Regions from separate parts of the Mus musculus genome. Here region 2 is linked to region 1. Evidence: chromatin contacts called from public Hi-C data. All regions are on one chromosome and are shown on one strand. Each heading gives the region's core, a stretch centred on a gene start, on an enhancer-like site or on the middle of the called end of the contact. The rest is flanking DNA. Distances are from core to core; before and after follow the strand shown. Region 1 overlaps Mindy4 (MINDY lysine 48 deubiquitinase 4). Region 2 holds the start of Ghrhr (growth hormone releasing hormone receptor).

Region 1 (4,443 bases), core at 564-3,063:
GCCTGCCTGGAGCTGGCAGGCCAGGCTAATGTCTGGCTGTATGTCAGACCACGTAGTACACTGGCACTGCCTACCGTGTGGCCACACAACAATGAAGTCCAGTCTTTTCTGGGACTTCAGTTTCCCCATCAGTGAGAGATGAGAGTCTTGCCCTGCTAGCCTCCCAACGCTTTTGAGATAAGAAAGCATTTGGAAGGATCTGCAGCTACAGATCCTATCCTGTGTTGTCAGCTTGCTCCAGGGCAGAAGCACCAACTATTGTGAGATGTGTGTATGCCTCAGTCCTTGAATCTTGAATGGCATCCATTACTGGCTTGGACCCATCCTCTCCCAGAGCCTATCTTGAGCCTGTAGGGCTCTCTTGTTGTATTCTTTGCCTCTGGTCAGTGGTTTTAGGGACCTCCAGATGGTGAAGAGATTCAAGGGGCTTGGTTTTTGCTGGCCCTCCCAAGCAGTGCTCTCTGTTGCCTCTTGTCACTAGGTGACCCATAGTGCAGCTTCCTTGATCCTGACCCATTCCTCCCAAATGCTGAGATGTTGGGAGCAGTTACTGAGTCCCACCTACCAGGCCAGGTTAATGGAGGCTTTCCCACTGTGTGCTTCCTGGCATTGCAGTGTAGGAAAGCACAGTTTGCTGGAGGGACCTGAAGCATAGGACAGCTTCTGGCGAATAGCATGGCCATATGGATGGACCCTGGCCTCTTAGCTTTTGTAGCTCAAGATCCCAGTGGGAATTATGGAGCAAGCTAATCTTTGCCTTCAACATAGAAGCTCTGTCCTTGGCTTCTGTAAAGTGGACTTCTGCACAGAAGATTTTGTTAAAAGAGAGCTTTAAGTCTATAATGACATTGGAAGTCTCTTGTCCTAGTATCCTAGGCTGGTGCTAACAAGGCTGGGAACACACTGATGTAGTACACATACAGATGAACTGCATACAAAACCTTATTCTTATAACTGCAGGGTGGTGGGGCCAGGACCCACCTTCTGGCTTCATTTCAATATAAAGCACCCATTCAAAGGCCCTCACTTTCCCTAGATGCATATTGTGAGGGTCTCATAGGTTGTTGGGGCTTGAGTGTGTGTGTGTCTGTGTCTGTGTGTGTGTGTGTGTGTGTGTGTGTGTGTGTGTCTGTGTCTCTCTGTGTGTGTCTTTGTATGTGTATCTGTCTATGTGTGTGTCTGTGTGTCTGTGTGAGTGTATCTGTGTACATGTTACTATACTGAGTATTGAACTGAGAGCCTCACATTTATTGGACAAATGCTCTACCACTGAGCTAAACAATCCTTTTCAATTTTTAATTTTGAAACAGTCTTACTCTAACCCAGCTGACATTGGACTTCTTTCTTTTCCTTCTTTTTTCTTTTTAATTTTGTTTGTCAACTGCTTTGAGGTTATTTTTTAAGCTAGGATTTCTCTGGCCCTGGTTCTCGATCTGTAGATCAGGCTGGCCTTGAACTCAGAGATCTGCTTGCCTCTACCTTAATTGCTGGGATTAAAGGTGTGAACTGCAGCACCAGTTTGACCTTGGATTTTCAATCCTCCTGCCTCTGCTTCCTGAGTAACTGGGATTATAAACAGGTTTGCTTCTTCAGGCTGGGTTCAATGTAGGGATTTGGTGAGACATAATTTAGTCAAAGACCATTTTGCTCCAGAACGGGAGACTGAGGCCTAGGGAAGAAATGCTTGCAATTATCCCACAGCAGGCTGGCACTAGAACTCAGGGCTGAATCAGGCTTCTGTGTAAGCTGATCTCTTGTGTAGGCAATGCAGAGGAGGATGGCCTCTGACCAGCACTCCTCACACGTGGGCCTTGTCAGAACTCCCCAGGGGAGGACTGGGCATTGCCGGTTGCCAAAGTTGTAAATCTCTTAAGCCATAAGCTGCTCCTTGGCGTCTCCCGGGTGCCCTAATGTGAAATACACATGTCCCTCCCTTTTAACATCCAGGCAACTTCTGAATTTCCCATCGTGTTTGCACCTAAGGATGCAATTACCATTTCCTCCCATTGTCCGTTCTGCTAGTCCCTCTTCTCCCAGCTGACGCAGGCTTTCGAGCCCGCTGGGTGAACACGCGGCCGAGAGCTTATGAAGATCGGGCTGCTTCTGAAAGCCACAGGTGGCCGGCGGCCAGTGATGCTTATCAGTCCCCCCAGGACTGCTTTGAGGTTATTTTCTTCTCGTCAGAAGATGTTGTATATGCCACAGAGAACGTTTCCATCAATTCTTCTGCCTCAGCTAGCGCCAACCCAGCACTGTGCTTGCCGTGAGTCACCCCTTGCTGGCTCTCTCCCAGGCATGCTGGTCTGCTTCTAGTGGGCAAGACCTACAGACCTTCCCAGAGGACCCTGGGCTTTTGTGGTTCTTTACAGATCTCTGTGATTCTACCTGGAGCCTTATCTCCTGAGCACCACTTTCCCATTTGTCTATCAGGTATAAAACCGCAAACACACACACACACACACACACACACACACACACACACACACACACACATTTATTGGGGGGCGGGGGAAGTACGATGGAGTTTGAGTTTGTAATGTTATATGGGAAGGGAAGAGGAGTGTGCATTTTGGGGACCTTAGACTTGTAGCATCTATTGAGACCAGGTTCTTGCTTGTCTTTCACTAAATGGAAAAACAAATGACCAGTCGCTGAGCCCTTGCTGCCCTTGGCCCCAGCTCAGTGCTTCTTCTGGGTTGTGGATATAGTAAGCAGATCAGGCCCTGGGCATAGGGCCAGGTGGGCAGTGTGCATTCAGGTCTGTGTGTAGCCATGGAGGCCTAAGTTCCAGACTCTCTCACCTTACCATCTCTCAGTAGCCAAGTGTCTGAGCCTCTTTCCACATCTATTAAATAGATGTAGTCAATGTTTCTTGCTTGGGGGCCTTGTGATGTGTGTGGTCAGTGGCCATGGCTACTTTCCTGTGTGCTGGCCGACTGGCTCTGGGACACATAATTTTGGTGCATCAAGAGAGACTTACTTTAGGATGCCCAAAGGACCAGAATCCTATGGTAGGACTAAGGTGATGGCCGGAAGGGCTTCGAGGCTGCAGACTTGATGCTTCCTCCTGGCCAGCTCTCACCCATCAGCTTCCTCTCGGTGTACACCTGTTTCTCTGGTTTGGAGAATTTCTTTTGGTAAAGAGGCTCTTTACTCTGTGCTGTTTGAAGTTCTGTCCCAAGTACGGAGCCACAGAGGTAACAGGAAGAGGGTACCCAGGCCTTGGACACTAGCTGCCAAGGTTTCCCACTATCCCATCATCCATGAGTGAAGGACCTTTGGCAAGTCAGCTGTTTCTTTGAGACAGGGCTTTCTTTTGTCGGTAGGGAATCTTGGGAATGTGGTGTCCAAGACAAATCCTGTGCTCAGGTGGCAATGGCTGTTGTCACAGCCTCAAGCAGGCTTTCTATGGTAGGCTGACTTCTACTGCCAACAACTTCATACCATGGACACGGTCAGTTTTAAATGAGAAGTGTTTATTTTGGCTTATGGATCTGGGAGTTGAGGGTCTGGATCCCATGATGATCTTCTTGCTGGCAGGGCCCTGAGGAGGTACAGGGACCACACAAAAACAAAGGGAGAACATGCATGACTCCTCCATCTCCCTCCCTCCACCCCTCTCTCTTCTTTCCTTTTCCCCTCTCTCTCTTTCCTCTCCCCCCTCTCTCACCTGATCAGTCTATCAGAAGGCAACCATAGTGGCTTCATCCTGATGACTTTATCCAACTGTAGTCTAATCCTAAAGGCCTCAACTCTAAACACCATAGTTACTAAGAGTCGACAGTCTTGGGCTAGGGAGATGGCTTAGTTGGGAAAGTCCTCACTTCTTAAGTGTGAAGTCCTGAGTTCAGATCCCCAGGACTCATGTCATAGAGCCAGGTGTGGCTGTGAACAGTTGCAATCCCACCACTGAGGAGACAGGAGGATTCCATGGTGCAGACAGTGAGCCCACTTGTCAGACTGGTGAGCCCTAGGTTCAGTGAGAGACCCTGTCTAAAAAAGAAAATTAAACAAGGCAGTGCCACCCACCCGCATATAGCCAACACTACCTGCACTTCGTGGGCTATTGTGAAGTTGGCAAGAGTGTGATTGGAGGATCTGGGAGGAGCTAGGACTAAAGAGGGTAGATACCATATTTCATTGTGTGAGCATGTGAAATTCTCAAAGAAAATGTTTTAAAAGATAAAGTAGAGGCTGTCATGATGGCTCAGTGGGAAAGAGCATTTGCCACCAAGCCTAGTGACCTGAGTTCAATCCCTGAATCTCACATGGAGGAAAGAAGAAAGAACTGACTCTTGTTGGTTAAAAGTAGTCCTCTGTTTTGACGCAACATGTTCATGTATTCGTGAGTTCATGTGTGTACACACACACACAATCAATAAGGTGGAGAGTTATAGAGGCTATCAGACATCAGCCTGTGGCCTCTAGACTTGCATGTACACA
Region 2 (4,443 bases), core at 801-3,300, 82 kb after region 1:
TGAAAATGTCTTTATAAGATCTGGAAAGTCTGTAGGGCATTTTCTTCATTAGTGATTGATGTGGGTGGCCCCAACCCATTGTGGGTGGTGCTACCCTTGGGCTGATGGTCATGGGTCCTATAAGAAAGCACATTGAGAAAGCTGTGGGGAGCAAAACAATAACTAGGACATCTCTGAATCAACTTCTACTTCCAAATTTCTGCCCTGTTTGAATTTCCACCCCGACTTCCCTTAGTGATGGACTGTTATTTTAGAGTGTATGCCAAGTAAACTCATTCGTCCCTAAGTTGCTTTGGTGATGGTGTTTCATCATAGAATAGTAACCCTCATCAGAACAGGCAACTTTACAGGTGCAGGAATAGAGGCTCATCAAGCAAGCATTGGAGGCATCTCACGCCATGGTTGATGTAGAGTGTCCTAAGGAAATGCATGGAGAAGCTGAAACAGGTTGGCTAGTTCAGTTTTGTCTTGCTGACCTTTCAGACTGGGTGGATCTTTGCATGGTTATGGGAGCTCCCTACTGCATACCAGCCGTATCTGGCTGCCTCCCATCCTTGGCCCCTGCCTTCAGTAGTAAAACACACTGCCAGACATCGTTAAATGTCCCCAAGGAGAGCCAAATTTTGTTGTTAAGTGCCACTCATTTAAATAATATGAACTGCTATGAATTCTTGGTATCGATTATTAATACCACTAATGCTGGTCAGGGAGATGCTAATTGTCAAGCATGATCAATCATGCACTTCTTTGGGTGTGGTAGCCTCTGTCCTTTTTTAGTTACGTCTTCTCTGTAGTCATTGATTACTTCTTGCCTGAGTCTCCTCAGCCTGCAAGAGAGGAGCCCTGTGTGCTGTGTGCCACCCACGCTGGGCCACATGTGCAGAAAATATTTTCAGCATTTTGTTGACAACGATTAAGGGTGGAAAAATAAAGCCCCGTTGATGTCAAATGATCCCCAGATGCAGATGTGGTGGTGGGAGGCTTTCCACATTCATGACACAGGTTCAGTAGAAACACATCTGGCACCCCAAGCACAGATCCCGACAGCCCTGTAACTGGATATGGCCGTTCAGTGATCAAGACCCCTTAGCTCCCACGTCATTCAGGGTTGTCAAAGGTGACATTCACTTTCAAGTTCCAAGTGCTGAGCAAGATATAGTCTTGTTTAGGACATTGCCAGTAGCCTGGCCAATTGAGAGCTTGTATTTTAAAGTAGAAATAATGAAAGTGCGTCTCTTCACTTTGATAATGGAACATAGATGCCCTGCCCCTCTTGAGTGTCCCAACTCCTGGGATCCCTCTGAGAGTCCTCCAACTAGCCTCAGATTCCCCTCTGGACAGGGGATTATCAGAAACTCTGCCTAGCCCCATGTGAAGCTGGGGGCTTTGATGCTGCAGTTGTCACCTTGTCAGGTAAACCATGCGGCACACTCTTGGGCGGCATAAACTGTGTTTAGTGACTGACTGACTGACTGACTGTTTTGTGATGCCAGGGATTTGAACCTGGAGCCACACACATGTTGACCCAGTGCGTTACCACTGAGCCACAACCCCAGTCCTTCAAGTCACTTTTCATAAGGCTCATTCAAATCTTCCAGGCTCCCCTGTCACTTGCCCCTCTTCTCGTTGGTCCTCTCAGCTCACCCTCCAGCCCTGTGAAAGAGACTTAAGCGCATCAACCAATCTGGGGCTCCTTAAAACATTGGGGCAGCCCTGGGCACCTTATTTTCTGAGGTCCTGTATTTCTGGTGCAGGTATAGGAGGCCTCTCTGAGTAAGGCTATTGGTGAACTGGGCTCTAAAAACAAAGGGAAAGCATCCTGACTAAGTGGAGGATTCCTGTGGCTGTCACCTCTCTATGCCCTGTCTGTGTTCTCTGGGTTCTGACTGTCAGGATAGGTATACTCAGACATCAAGGTGGTGTAGCAGAGCTCAGCCACCCCCTGCTGAGGACACGGAGTCCCATTTAGGGCTGGCGGTAACACAATGTCCCTCCATCCCGTTCAATATTCAGCTGGGTGTCCCTTCTGTTGGCCCCGCCCACACCAGTTGCTACTGGGAAGGTGAGGCAGCAGAGATGCAGCTAGGTGGCATCACCAGAGACAGCCTGGGAGGGAAGGCTGACTGCAGACACCATTGCCATGGATGGCCTGATGTGGGCTACCCGTATCCTCTGCTTGCTGAGCCTGTGCGGAGTTGTAAGTAGCCAACTCAGACCTTTGTTCTCTTGGGTGGTGGCAGTCTGTGGTGGGGGAACTCCTGAGTCTGGTGGCTCCCTCCTTCCTTCCCTGACTAATGTTAGGACCATGTGGGGCTTGAAGATGTCGTGAATGCCAGCTCTTCCAGCTGTGATATTTGAGAACTCTTCCTTTCATAGAGCCAGGCTTGGAGGAGCTTCAGAAACCAGCTACTGCTCCCTGGCCTGTGTATAGGGGCATGGGGAAGCCAAGAAAGGAGGCTTCCTTGAATGTGCTCCAACTTTCCAGCAGAATTTCTGGGTTGCTGTCAGTAGCATCCAGGGCCAAGAGGGGAGGAGTCACAAGTCACTAGGTGGGAGCATACGGGAACGGAGGCTACCTTCTTCTACTGCCTTGCCAGGGGTGACCACCCGTCCCAGTACCTCACTGTCCTTCAATCAAGAGGCTGGCATCTTCAGACCGTGAAGTGAACTCTGTGACACGAGCTTTCGTTTGCCTCTGTGTAAAAAAAGAGAGACTTGGGCTAGATGTGGTGGCTCAGCCTTTGTGGACACTAGACGATTATCATGAGTTTGATGTCAGTCTGAGCTATGCAGAGGATTATAGGTCAGCGGACCTAGGGCTACCATGCCGCGGGGAGGGGATGATAAGTGATCTCACCTGTCCAGGGCTGGCATGAGAGTGTCATGCAGCTGGCATGTGAGTGTCACACAGGTAAGTTCTATAAGTTCCCTATATGGTACAAAAGACTCATGTCCTCCTCTGTGTACACAGAATCTCAAAAGCTCCATTTCAGGGAGGGAACCCTACACCAGAGGAGTCATTCAATAGCTGGGGTAGATAGGGAAAATCCCGAGTGTGTGTGTGTGTGTGTGTGTGTGTGTGTGAGAGAGAGAGAGAGAGACAGAGAGAGACAGAGACAGAGAGAGAGACAGAGACAGAGAGAGAGACAGAGACAGAGACAGAGAGAGAGACAGAGAGAGACAGAGGGAGACAGAGAGAGACAGAGAGAGACAGAGAGAGACAGAGACAGAGAGAGACAGAGACAGAGAGACAGAAAGATACAGAGAGAGAAAGCGAGATGTATATGAATCTTGCAAGGAAGGGCATTTGGTTAAATCTTGAGAGCTGTTAGGAATTTGAGCTCTTTAAAGAAAAGGTCAAACTCCAAGCCTTAGGCAAACATCAGATCTCTGCCTAGCCTGGAGCACGTGGGCTCCACACAGCCCCTGAATCACCCATCGGAAGCACAGAGATGTGCAGGAAATCTTCAAGACCATTTCTTGTGGTCCCCAGGCTGTGGAATAGGTATCCAATCTGCAATCTTTATCAACATCAAGCATGCATGAAGGCAGCTTCCTTTATCCCACCTAATGATCAACTCAGTTGCCCCGATGCAGGGCCCTCATCATCCACCATACTTCCACGCACCCTCATACGTCCACCTTCCCCCGATCTCATTGTCTATATGTCTGTCTGAACAGTCATCCACTCCACCAACCGTACAGTCAGTCCTGTCCCCCTCCACACCGAGCCCCTTCTTCCTGTTCATTGTTCCTTTACAGCAGTCAGATGCTCCCGTCTTCTTACTCTCCCATCCGCTCGTATTCTCTCCCACTCACTCGTCTATACATCTGCTCATGTGACTTGTCTGAGACACATCAGATGTTAAACCCAGGTGGTCTTTCTGGAGTCTCCTGCCCTGGCCCGAGACATTTCTTCATCTCCAGGAAGCACCATAGCTTCTTTCAACCCTTTCCATCCTGTCCTCTCTGATTTGGTCCCTGTGCCCTCTTGTGATGACTCTGGGCCCACTCAGATAATCGAGGTCATCTTCCTGCCTGGAGATCCTTGACCTTTGGCTCTGTCAGGAGACACATTTACTGGCTTTGTGGACTGCGACATGGACATCTTTGGGGTCCATTCTGTCTCCCAGGGCTGTTTATGCAGAAACACTTTCAGAGCCCAGAAGTGTATAGAGTAAGGGGTGGTGGGGAAGGAGAAAAGGCCTCGTCAAGGGCTGCACTGTCACAGTGATGGGAGCTCTTTATGGCTTTCTCTAATGTGTCTTAGAATTCCCTGCCAAGAGAAGGAAAACTGCACGTGCCCCTCCCTTATTCTCCACTCTCTCTGCCTCTCCTTCCTTTCCTTCCCTCCATCTCTTCTTCCCCCTCTTTCTTCTCCTCTCCTTCCTTCCTCTTTTTTCATTCCTCCCCTCTCCTTTCTGAACATCTGCCCTCTATGCC

Evidence for each region. Hi-C and Micro-C count contacts between places; a contact is called where the count stands out from the background.
Region 2: a Hi-C map of uterus shows a contact between it and region 1, with 1.8 times the contacts expected there. The contact joins the promoter of Ghrhr here to the enhancer-like site in region 1. A contact is called at or near these places in 4 of 39 promoter capture datasets (the 3T3-L1 cell line, cranial neural crest, embryonic stem cells and 1 more), 3 of 484 Hi-C or Micro-C datasets (embryonic stem cells, stem cell-derived motor neurons and uterus), 1 of 115 datasets of contacts at active chromatin or transcription factors (embryonic stem cells) and 2 of 9 other capture datasets (adipose tissue and liver).

Annotation. Positions count from the first base shown.
Region 1 is chr6:55,292,803-55,297,245 of GRCm38.p6, forward strand. The region is part of intron 13 of Mindy4 (MINDY lysine 48 deubiquitinase 4); the gene reads left to right. Among named protein-coding and RNA genes, the nearest start is that of Gm38819, 33 kb to the right of the region's middle. Within about 2 kb of position 1,814, at least 49 of the 459 cell types and tissues checked have an H3K27ac peak or open chromatin away from gene starts, as enhancers often do. A contact at or near this core is called in adipose tissue and uterus, where this site is marked.
Region 2 is chr6:55,374,245-55,378,687 of GRCm38.p6, forward strand. It overlaps Ghrhr (growth hormone releasing hormone receptor), which reads left to right and starts at 2,051. Exons shown (of 13, transcript NM_001003685.3): 1 at 2,051-2,197. The coding sequence starts at 2,141.